Linked DNA regions of Mus musculus: region 2 is linked to region 1. The links are chromatin contacts, called in public promoter capture Hi-C maps. All regions are on one chromosome and are shown on one strand. The core of a region is the stretch at or near the end of the contact, and the rest is flanking DNA. Distances in the headings are between cores, read along the strand shown. Region 1 has its middle 24 kb from the start of Mrps30. Region 2 holds the start of Nnt (nicotinamide nucleotide transhydrogenase).

Evidence for each region. Promoter capture Hi-C pulls out the DNA fragments that hold promoters and counts their contacts.
Region 2: a contact with region 1 is called in a promoter capture Hi-C map of hippocampal neurons, with 7 times the contacts expected there. The contact joins the promoter of Nnt here to the enhancer-like site in region 1. A contact is called at or near these places in 11 of 39 promoter capture datasets (the 3T3-L1 cell line, the HPC-7 cell line, cranial neural crest and 7 more).

What each region holds. Positions count from the first base shown.
Region 1 is chr13:118,361,143-118,365,438 of GRCm38.p6, forward strand. No RefSeq gene overlaps it. Among named protein-coding and RNA genes, the nearest start is that of Mrps30, 24 kb to the right of the region's middle. Within about 2 kb of position 2,424, at least 16 of the 459 cell types and tissues checked have an H3K27ac peak or open chromatin away from gene starts, as enhancers often do. A contact at or near this core is called in hippocampal neurons, where this site is marked.
Region 2 is chr13:119,407,085-119,411,380 of GRCm38.p6, forward strand. Nnt (nicotinamide nucleotide transhydrogenase) reads right to left here and starts at 2,173. Exons shown (of 17, transcript NM_001308506.1): 1 at 1,819-2,173.

The DNA.
Region 1 (4,296 bases), core at 1,174-3,673:
TGACTCTATTTGAATATGTATAAATTATTAATGTTTCCTATTTAAAATAAACACATTTTCAGATATATAAAATGCACAATTGTACCAATAGGGTTTCCTTTAAGTGCTCATTCAAGACAGATTCACTGAGCAGTGCCTGGATATTGCTGGTGTCATCCTCACAGCTCGATGCTCCATTACTGCTAAGATCCATGCAAGGTTCAGAAAGCAAGCCTCACTCCTTTGGACAGAATCAATACTCTAAGGTGTCCTCTGAGTGAGACAGCTTTCTCCCCAGACAGATCTTTGTTCAGGCATAGACATTTCCCTCAAAATGTGACAGATTTCATATGTATGTATTGGGGTGTTTTACTATTTGTGATTCAAATAAACATACAGAAATAGTAAGTACTGAGGAAATGTGGAATTACATGTTTTATGCCCAACCACTTAAAAATTCATATTACTCACACCAAAACATACATTTTCAAGGAGAATAAGAACTGTTGAGGCATGAACGTACAGCCTTCAAATGTAAAAGTACGTGTATGCAATGGTATTCATCAAATTAGCTGTATGCTTTGCTTCTAATAATCTAGAATTACAGAAAAATTAAGACTATAAAGGGTTTAGTGAAACTGTAGTAGCTTTTTTTCCCTCCATGGTACTTTTACATGAATACTTAATTCTTGATTTTGAGAACAGTAATGTTTGTAAAGTCCTAAAATTCTGGCTGGGGAAACGATTCATCAAATAAAGTACTGTAAGCAAGCAAGTGGATTGGAGTGTTCATTTTCAGAACCCACAGAAAATACAGGGCGAATGGCAACTACCTGAAATCCCAGTCCCCTGAAGGACACAGGGTGTCTGTCTCTTTCACTTCCCTAGAAGATAAATAGCTAACTTAGCAAGAATCAATGAGCACTAAGGCTCACCTTGAGAGCCTACCTCAATAAATAAGATGGTGAGTGGCAGCTATATATGTTATATCAACTTCATGCCTCTACACATATGCACAAACATGCAGTGGCACATATATGTGCACTCACACATATATATCATGCAATTACACATACGTAATATATATATATATATGCAAACATACACACACATATACACATATGATATACATGCAAAAATGTCCCAGAATCTGTATGCCGTCACTTCAAAACATTAATCATTTTGTGAAATTTTCTACCAAATAGGAGTCCTCATCACAGCAATGTAGAAAAAAAAAATGTATTCAATTTGTAACTGTTAATAACAAAAATAGGATTTAATCTTAAAATATTGTTATGACATTTATTGATGTCTTACAGATGTTTTGCTACTGATAACTTGAGCATAAACATACTTTCATCTAAAACTGGTAGTTGTCAGTAATTTTCAGCCATAGCGCAGAATATTGGAATGGCTGACTTCCTGCCAAAGAACTTCACTGAAGGCAAGTTAAATGACCTAAGCTACATCTAGAAGTGCTGCATGAAACATGCTAGAGCCGCCATTGCTTCACACAGATGGAAAGAACAAGTAGTATCTATGCAGAGACAGACATGGTGGCTAAGAACTGGGAGGTAGAACAGGAACTGTGTTTTCAATTACTTTATTTACATCAAACACTGGCCCCTCCCAGTCCTCTCCTCACAGAGACCCTCCCCCACCCCCTTCCCCTTCTCCTCTGAGAAAACTATTTAGACACAAGCTCCATCACCTTTGACCACAGGGCCCATCTTTAACATGAGACAACTAAAGATAAAAAGAGATGGTCATTCAGGTGAGTTACTTACTTCTCAAAGACATGGGGCTACGTGATTTCCTGCAAACATACATTTCAGAATGTTTCCTACCATGCCATAGGCCAATCACATGTTAAAACGTGGGCAGTGCAGCTGTATTCTGGCTGCTTACTGTGACAGTTCCTATTAAAAGTGCCTCTTCTTCGGTGATTGGCCAGTCTTTCTCATGAGAATGTAGTTTCTATGTAGAAAGGGATCTTGTCTTGTTACTGTAACAATTATTTACAACAAATCTGGAAACTATTACTAGTTCAGTAAATAGTACTGCCTAGAAGGAAAAGAGGGAGGGAGGGAGGCAGGAGGATAAAAGGAAAGGAGGGGAGAAAGAAACAAGGCACAAGGGAAGGGAAGAGAGGAGGAGGGGAAGGATGAAGGAAGAGAGGAAGGAGTCAGGAGGAAGGGTGAAGGAGGAGGACAGGACGGAGGGCAGGAGGAGGGACAAGAGAGGGCATTGTGATGATCACGCCTGGTACTAACTTTATTCACAAATCTGTAGATGGAGAAAAAAAGTCTTAAGAAACAAATTCTCCTCAGAATTTGAGCCGTGTTATGTAACAATTATTTTTCTTCCAAAAGGTAAGAACTGACACCGCCTACATCTCCCCAGCTCTCATTTTCCTTCTCGCATGGGAAAATTACACATCAGAGCTCCCACACAGAGCCTCGCAAAGGAGAACAAATATGATGTACCAAGCATTCTGCTGATTGTAGGGGATAGGGTACAAAATACACAGGGGAGATAATAAATGTGTTGATGTCTATAATTTACCGCAGTGGGGTGAAAATCCACTGCAGTTGCAAGCTGCATATTGCCTAAAAGGTCAATATAACTAAATCAGAGAATTGCATTTTGAAGCATATTCTGTTCTTAACTGAAGCTGTAATGTTTGTAAGTCAAACACGACTGAAAAAAATAAGTAAAATGTATCTATACTTGTTGAATCTAGGACCAATGTAACATAATTCAGTAAAGATATCATTCAGGTCTGTATGGGTAATTGGGGAAATAATTTCAGTCTGTGTAAAAGCTGAGGAATGGGTCAAAGGTCAGCACTCACCTAACTCTGTCTTAAACCCATTTTCTATGAAGGTAGAACGCCCCCCTTCCCCCCGCCCCAACCATAAGGAGTCCTTTGGTGAAAAGCCACTTCCAGATTCCTAAACCATTCGAGTAAGAATGATAAGACGCCAGGCTAGTAACAAAATGTGAGCTCTTCAATTGCTTGTTCAGAGGCATGCATTTCATTAAAGTAAAAGATGTGCATGCCAGAAAAACCCTTCTGATTGTGCTGTGGAGGCCGAATAGAGGGCAAACGGGATGAGAAACTAGGGAAGAGCCTCGGAAATGTCAGATGTGGGAGATGGAACCTGAAGTGACACAACTATTAAAGGGGAAAGTGATCAGTCGGTAGAGGCATCCTTAATAATCTCCAAGATGTAGTGCCTGGTACATATGGAGAGGACATCACAGTGGAGAGTGACCCCCAGGGTCCAGATGTGGTGGAGCATGCTTGTAACACCAGAAGTCTAGACACTAAGGGAGAAAACATGCAAGTTCCAGAACGACCAGGAACACACAGGAGCTCTAGGTCATCCTGGACTAAACAATAAATGCCCATATCAAAACAAACAAACAAACAAAAACAACAACCACAAACAAATAACTGAAGATGATAGTGTTTCCAGAGGGGAGACCACAGACAACATTCATCATTGGATCTGGAGCTCTGAAAAGTCCAGGTAGCTACTCAGCCCCATCAATGGTCTGCATAATTTAAATGTATTTGAGAGACTGAGGAAAACTATGTCAACCCATGGGCTTGGTGTGTTGGAACAAATTCATGAGCGCTTACCAGTCCTTTATATACGTATGAGTTCTGCATCCTTTGGCTGTCGTGAAAAGTGTTTATGATATTTTATCAAAGTTATCCCATCCTCCAACCCCAGTCACTTCATTGTAATGTATGTTAAAAACAATAGCTATGGGTTTGTTTCTGTTTTTTATTGTTTTGTTTTGTTTTGTTTTGCCAAAACATCTGGGAAATATGAAGCAATCTGACTGGCATTGAATGCTAATGAAATAAACAGTTTTGGCAAAGTGGAAATCTTGTATTTTTTGCAAAAGTAGACACATGCAAAGAGATCTGAGAAATGCCAGAAAATAAGGCATGTAGCCTTCTTTGACAACAAAGAGTTTATAGATGTTAAAGGCTTTAGGGATGCTTACACCAGCAGGATTTTATAGCCTTGTTTGAAATTTATGATTCTTTTATCTTATACACATATGTCTTAGTTTTCAATAACTAAACACCCTCATATTCTTTTTTTAATGTTGTTCTTAGATTTATTTATTTATTTATTTATTTATTTATTTATTTATTTGATGTATATGAGTACACTGCTGCTATCTTCAGACACACCAGAAAAGGGCAGCAGATCCCATTACAGATGGTTGTGAGCCACCATGTGCTTGCTGAGAATTGAACTTAGGACCTCTGGAAGGGCAGTCAGTGCTCTTAAC
Region 2 (4,296 bases), core at 923-3,422, 1.0 Mb after region 1:
AGTAGCAAAATTACAGTTATGATGTAGCAACAAAACTAATTTTATGTTTGGGGATCACCACAACATAAGGAACCGTATTAAAGGGTCCAAAGCATTAGGAAGGTTGAAAACCAGCACTCTAGAGTCTAGGGAAAGCACCTGATCTAGCAAAAGAAGACAGTAAAGAGATTAGAGTATACTCTGGGTTGGAATCCGCTTCTCTACCTTTATCCAGATGTGTCCTTCTCAAATCACCCAGCTTCTCTGTCTTTAAGGTCAGAATTATAGTAAAAACCTACCTCATAAAGGTCTGAGGATTAAAGTAGCAAAGTGCCCTGATCACTGGTTTGTAGAGAGGATTAAAGAACTCAAGATCCTGGTGAGTTACTCCATTCACTTTGTTATTTTTCATGGCCCACTGCTTTGCATTAAACAGAGTAAGTCAGCTAATACTTTTTGACTGAACACTTAAATAACTAGGGCTGGGTATCCTGAGGCCATTCCACAATATATTTCTGAAACAGTTTCCAGACTCTTCCTTTGAAAATAAAAACTTTGTATAGCCTCGTAGAAAACTGGCCCTATCTGTTTGCTTATACTAGAATAATCCAAAACTGTCCCTTCAATAAATTAAAAAAAAAAAAAAAAGAAAGAATGAAAATGGAGCTGGGGTGGTAGCTCATGATTGTAAATGCCAGCATCGGAGAGGTTAAGGCAGGAGGAGCAACTCAAGTTCAAAGCCAGCCTAGGCTACACATAGAAGTTCGTTCAAGCCAGCCAAGGCTACAGACCGAGATCTTCCTCGTCTCGAAATAAAAAAGTATAATAAGAATAATAAAGTAAGAAAGGAAAAATAACCAAGATTTGCCCAAAAAAGGGGGTTCAGTGGGCAAGCAAGCCCCATGCCTCCAAAGTTTTCTAAGGACTGCACACTACCGTAGGACAAATAAAGGGCACCTGCAAGCATAAACAAAGTCATGCTTTTAAAAGCTAGGCATACCAACAAGGACACAATACCCTATCCTGGCAGGCAGCGTGACCTCTCCCAAAGCCACTGCAGCCATGGCTCCTGTCACAGGTGCTGCCCCTCCCTCAGCAACTAAACTGCCACCCTCTGGCACGTGCAGCTGGACCGCTATTTATAACCTCCTGTGGAAGCCCATTGGCTCTGGCTACATAGTAGTTATTGTGCCTCTCAAGTTTGAACCAGCTCTGGCCAGAACTACACCCTGACCTCTAATAGAGCCCACCGTGACTTACCAATCCAAACCCCTTTTTCTCAGTATTCAGAAACTACCACCAGTCAGCCCGGACCTACAGTCACATCTTTTCCTATACACCTAACTGGACACCCCGCCTGAACACTCTCAAAGTTCAAGTACAACTTAGGAGCGCCCAGCTGTCATTCTTCTAGGTAAACCATTCATCGAAAGTCCTCTACGACCTCTCTTCCAGTCCCTCTAAGGGCCAAAATGACTACGTACAACTTTTGCAGCCCTTGCCCCCACCCCACCCCCACCCCAGGATCCAAGATCTGCACCTGCACAGCTGTCACTTGCTTACTTTGTCTTCTGCCGGGACTCCGTTCCCACCTCTACCCTCTCACTCCTTTCCATGTCACCCCAATAGAACGCACACACAAAAGGAGCCCCGAGGCATATACCGCATTCCTTCTCCGTCAGTCTCCTGCAGGAGCCTCTGCGCCCCACTTGCTAGACACAGCCGACCCCGCCCCCCTGCTGCTCTCTCTCGGGTCCCCTTCGCCGAGGGACCGGGGATCTGCGCTGGCTGCCCGCCTTTTCCAGCAGCCCCTAGGCGCTGCAGGGCTGGTTGGCTCACCTGGACCGGCAGGCGGGACAGATGGCGACCCCGGGCTGCGAGCAAACGCCACGCCGAGCTAGCAGACCCGGGGTTGGCCCGCGGCGTTGTGCCTCCAACCCGGAAGAACAGCCCCAACTTTGAGGCGGCGGCGGCGACCACGTGACACAGGGCTGCCTAGACCCGGACCCGCGCCCCCTTTCGGCACCCCTTCTCCCCCTCCCCGAGCCTCCTGCCAAACCCGCTTGGCCCGATCGCCAGTCTGCAAAGGAGAAAAAGACTCCACCAGATGCACGCTTACAGCGCAGCAGCTGGTCCCCTCCGGGTGGCCGCTGAAGCCCCTTTGTCTCTGCCAGGGCCCCAGGCCCGCAGCCCCGCCCCCTTGCTCTTGCTCAATCGGCCTCTGTCAATCAAACCCGATGCCAAGCACTGCAACTCAAGTTTTTAGGAATTCGTACCTCTTCTTTCCCCCCAGGAGACTAAGTTACAAAGTGTGATTTCCTCACCGGTCTCCCAGCAGAGCAAATAAACGGATACTATAACTCCACTCTTGGGCCGGACTTTTCCTCTAACTCTCTAGGAAAAAAAAAAAAAAAAAATCCGAACTTCTGTAACTGGAGAAGACTTAGGCGGGAGGAAGCCGAGGGCGGGAATGGGGGCGTTGTTTTTCCATTCTGGACGGGGGTGGGGTTAAATTCCTCACAAACGAAGTCAAGGCCTGAAAATGAACACACACATGTGCATATTTGGCTTCAACAGCGAGGCCAGCCAAGAGGAAACCCTGCGCTACTATTAACATAGGCAGTGTCTAGAATGTAATTGTAGTTGACGTCCCTGTTAAGGTTCCTGATTAAGGAAATCAAAACATAACGACCTAGTTATTGGTTAGTGATTAGATTCTGTTACTTGCTCTGCAGGTACACTGATTAAACTTACCCAGCGCTGAGTCTAAAGGAAACGTCAGTGTAAGATTGTTTGTTTGCTTGCTTGCTTGCTTTTAATTTTTTTTTTAAGATTTATTTATTTATTATATGTAAGTACACTGTAGCTGTCTTCAGACACTCCAGAAGAGGGCGTCAGATCTTGTTACAGATGGTTGTGAGCCACCATGTGGTTGCTGGGATTTGAACTCCTGACCTTCGGGAGAGCAGTCGGGTGCTCTTACCCACTGAGCCATCTCACCAGCCCCTTGCTTTTAATTTAACTGAAATATTTTAACAGGCAGAAGAAAAAAAAAAAAAACAGACATTCAGTATCTTTTAAAAATAAGTGAACCACAGAGAACCCCTTATTTAGAGAATGCCTTGTGTTTTATACAGCAGAAAGGGTCATTGGGCTACTGGACTCCGCACAGCAATCTGGAGTAAACTCTTCCGGTGGCAGAAGAACTGGAAGGCAGGAAAGGACTCGGCCCGGTGTTTTAAAATAATAATCGTAAGTCAACAGATAGTAATACTGCAGGTACAATGAGGCAAGTCCTTAACCATTTTAAACTCTTTTGTGCTGCGGACTGTGTGGTAAGTAGTTCGGAGTTCACGTGCAAGGCTTTTCTACAATCAGCAAGTCTAGCCTTGAAGGGCATCTGCCTTCATACTCTATGTTTTCCAATGCTTTCTTTCTTAGTGTTGTTTTTGTTACTCCCCCTCCCCTCATTTTGAGTAGCATTCCCCTGTCCTGCTCCTTCCTCTGCCTCCTACCTCTCTAATGGAACTGTTCCACAATCATTTTTACACAGTGTTCTACCATCCCTCCTTCCTTAAGGGAACTCTCCACCCCACTGGCCCTTTTCTGGTTTCCTGACGTACTCCAAATACACAAAACTAATGAACTGAAGTTACCTTGCTCTTTATAATATTTCCAGTTTCACCCATTTAGCTGCAAGTTTCATAATTTCATTTTCCTTAATAGCTGGATAAAATGACATTCTGTACATATACCACATTTTCATTATCCATTCATTAGTCGATGTACATCTGGACTGATTCTGCTTTCTAGCTATTGTGTATAGATCAGCAGTGAACATGGATGTACAAGTGAGTGTCCCTGTAGGAGAATATAGATTCCTTGGTGTCTTAGCCAGTGTTCTGTTGCTGTGAACGGACGCCATGACCACGGCAACATTTATAAGAAAAATGATTTAATTGGAGCTTGCTTACAGTTCCAGAAGTTTAATCCATTGTCATCATGAAGGGAAGTATGGTGGCAGGCAGACAGAAGCAGCTGAAAGTTTTACATCTGGATCGGCAGACAGCCTGAAGAGCCAGACACTGGGTCTGGGTTGAGCTTTTGAATCCCCAAGGCCCACTCCCATGCTTCCTCCACCAAGGCCACACCTACTCCAAAAAGGCCACACCTCCTAATCCCTCTCAAGTAATGCCACTCCTTAATTCAAACTCGTGGCATTCAAACACATGAACCTATGGAGTTCACTTCTATTCAAGCCAACACACTTAAGGTACATGCCCAGAAGTGGCAAGGCTGAGTCATACTTCAAGGTCC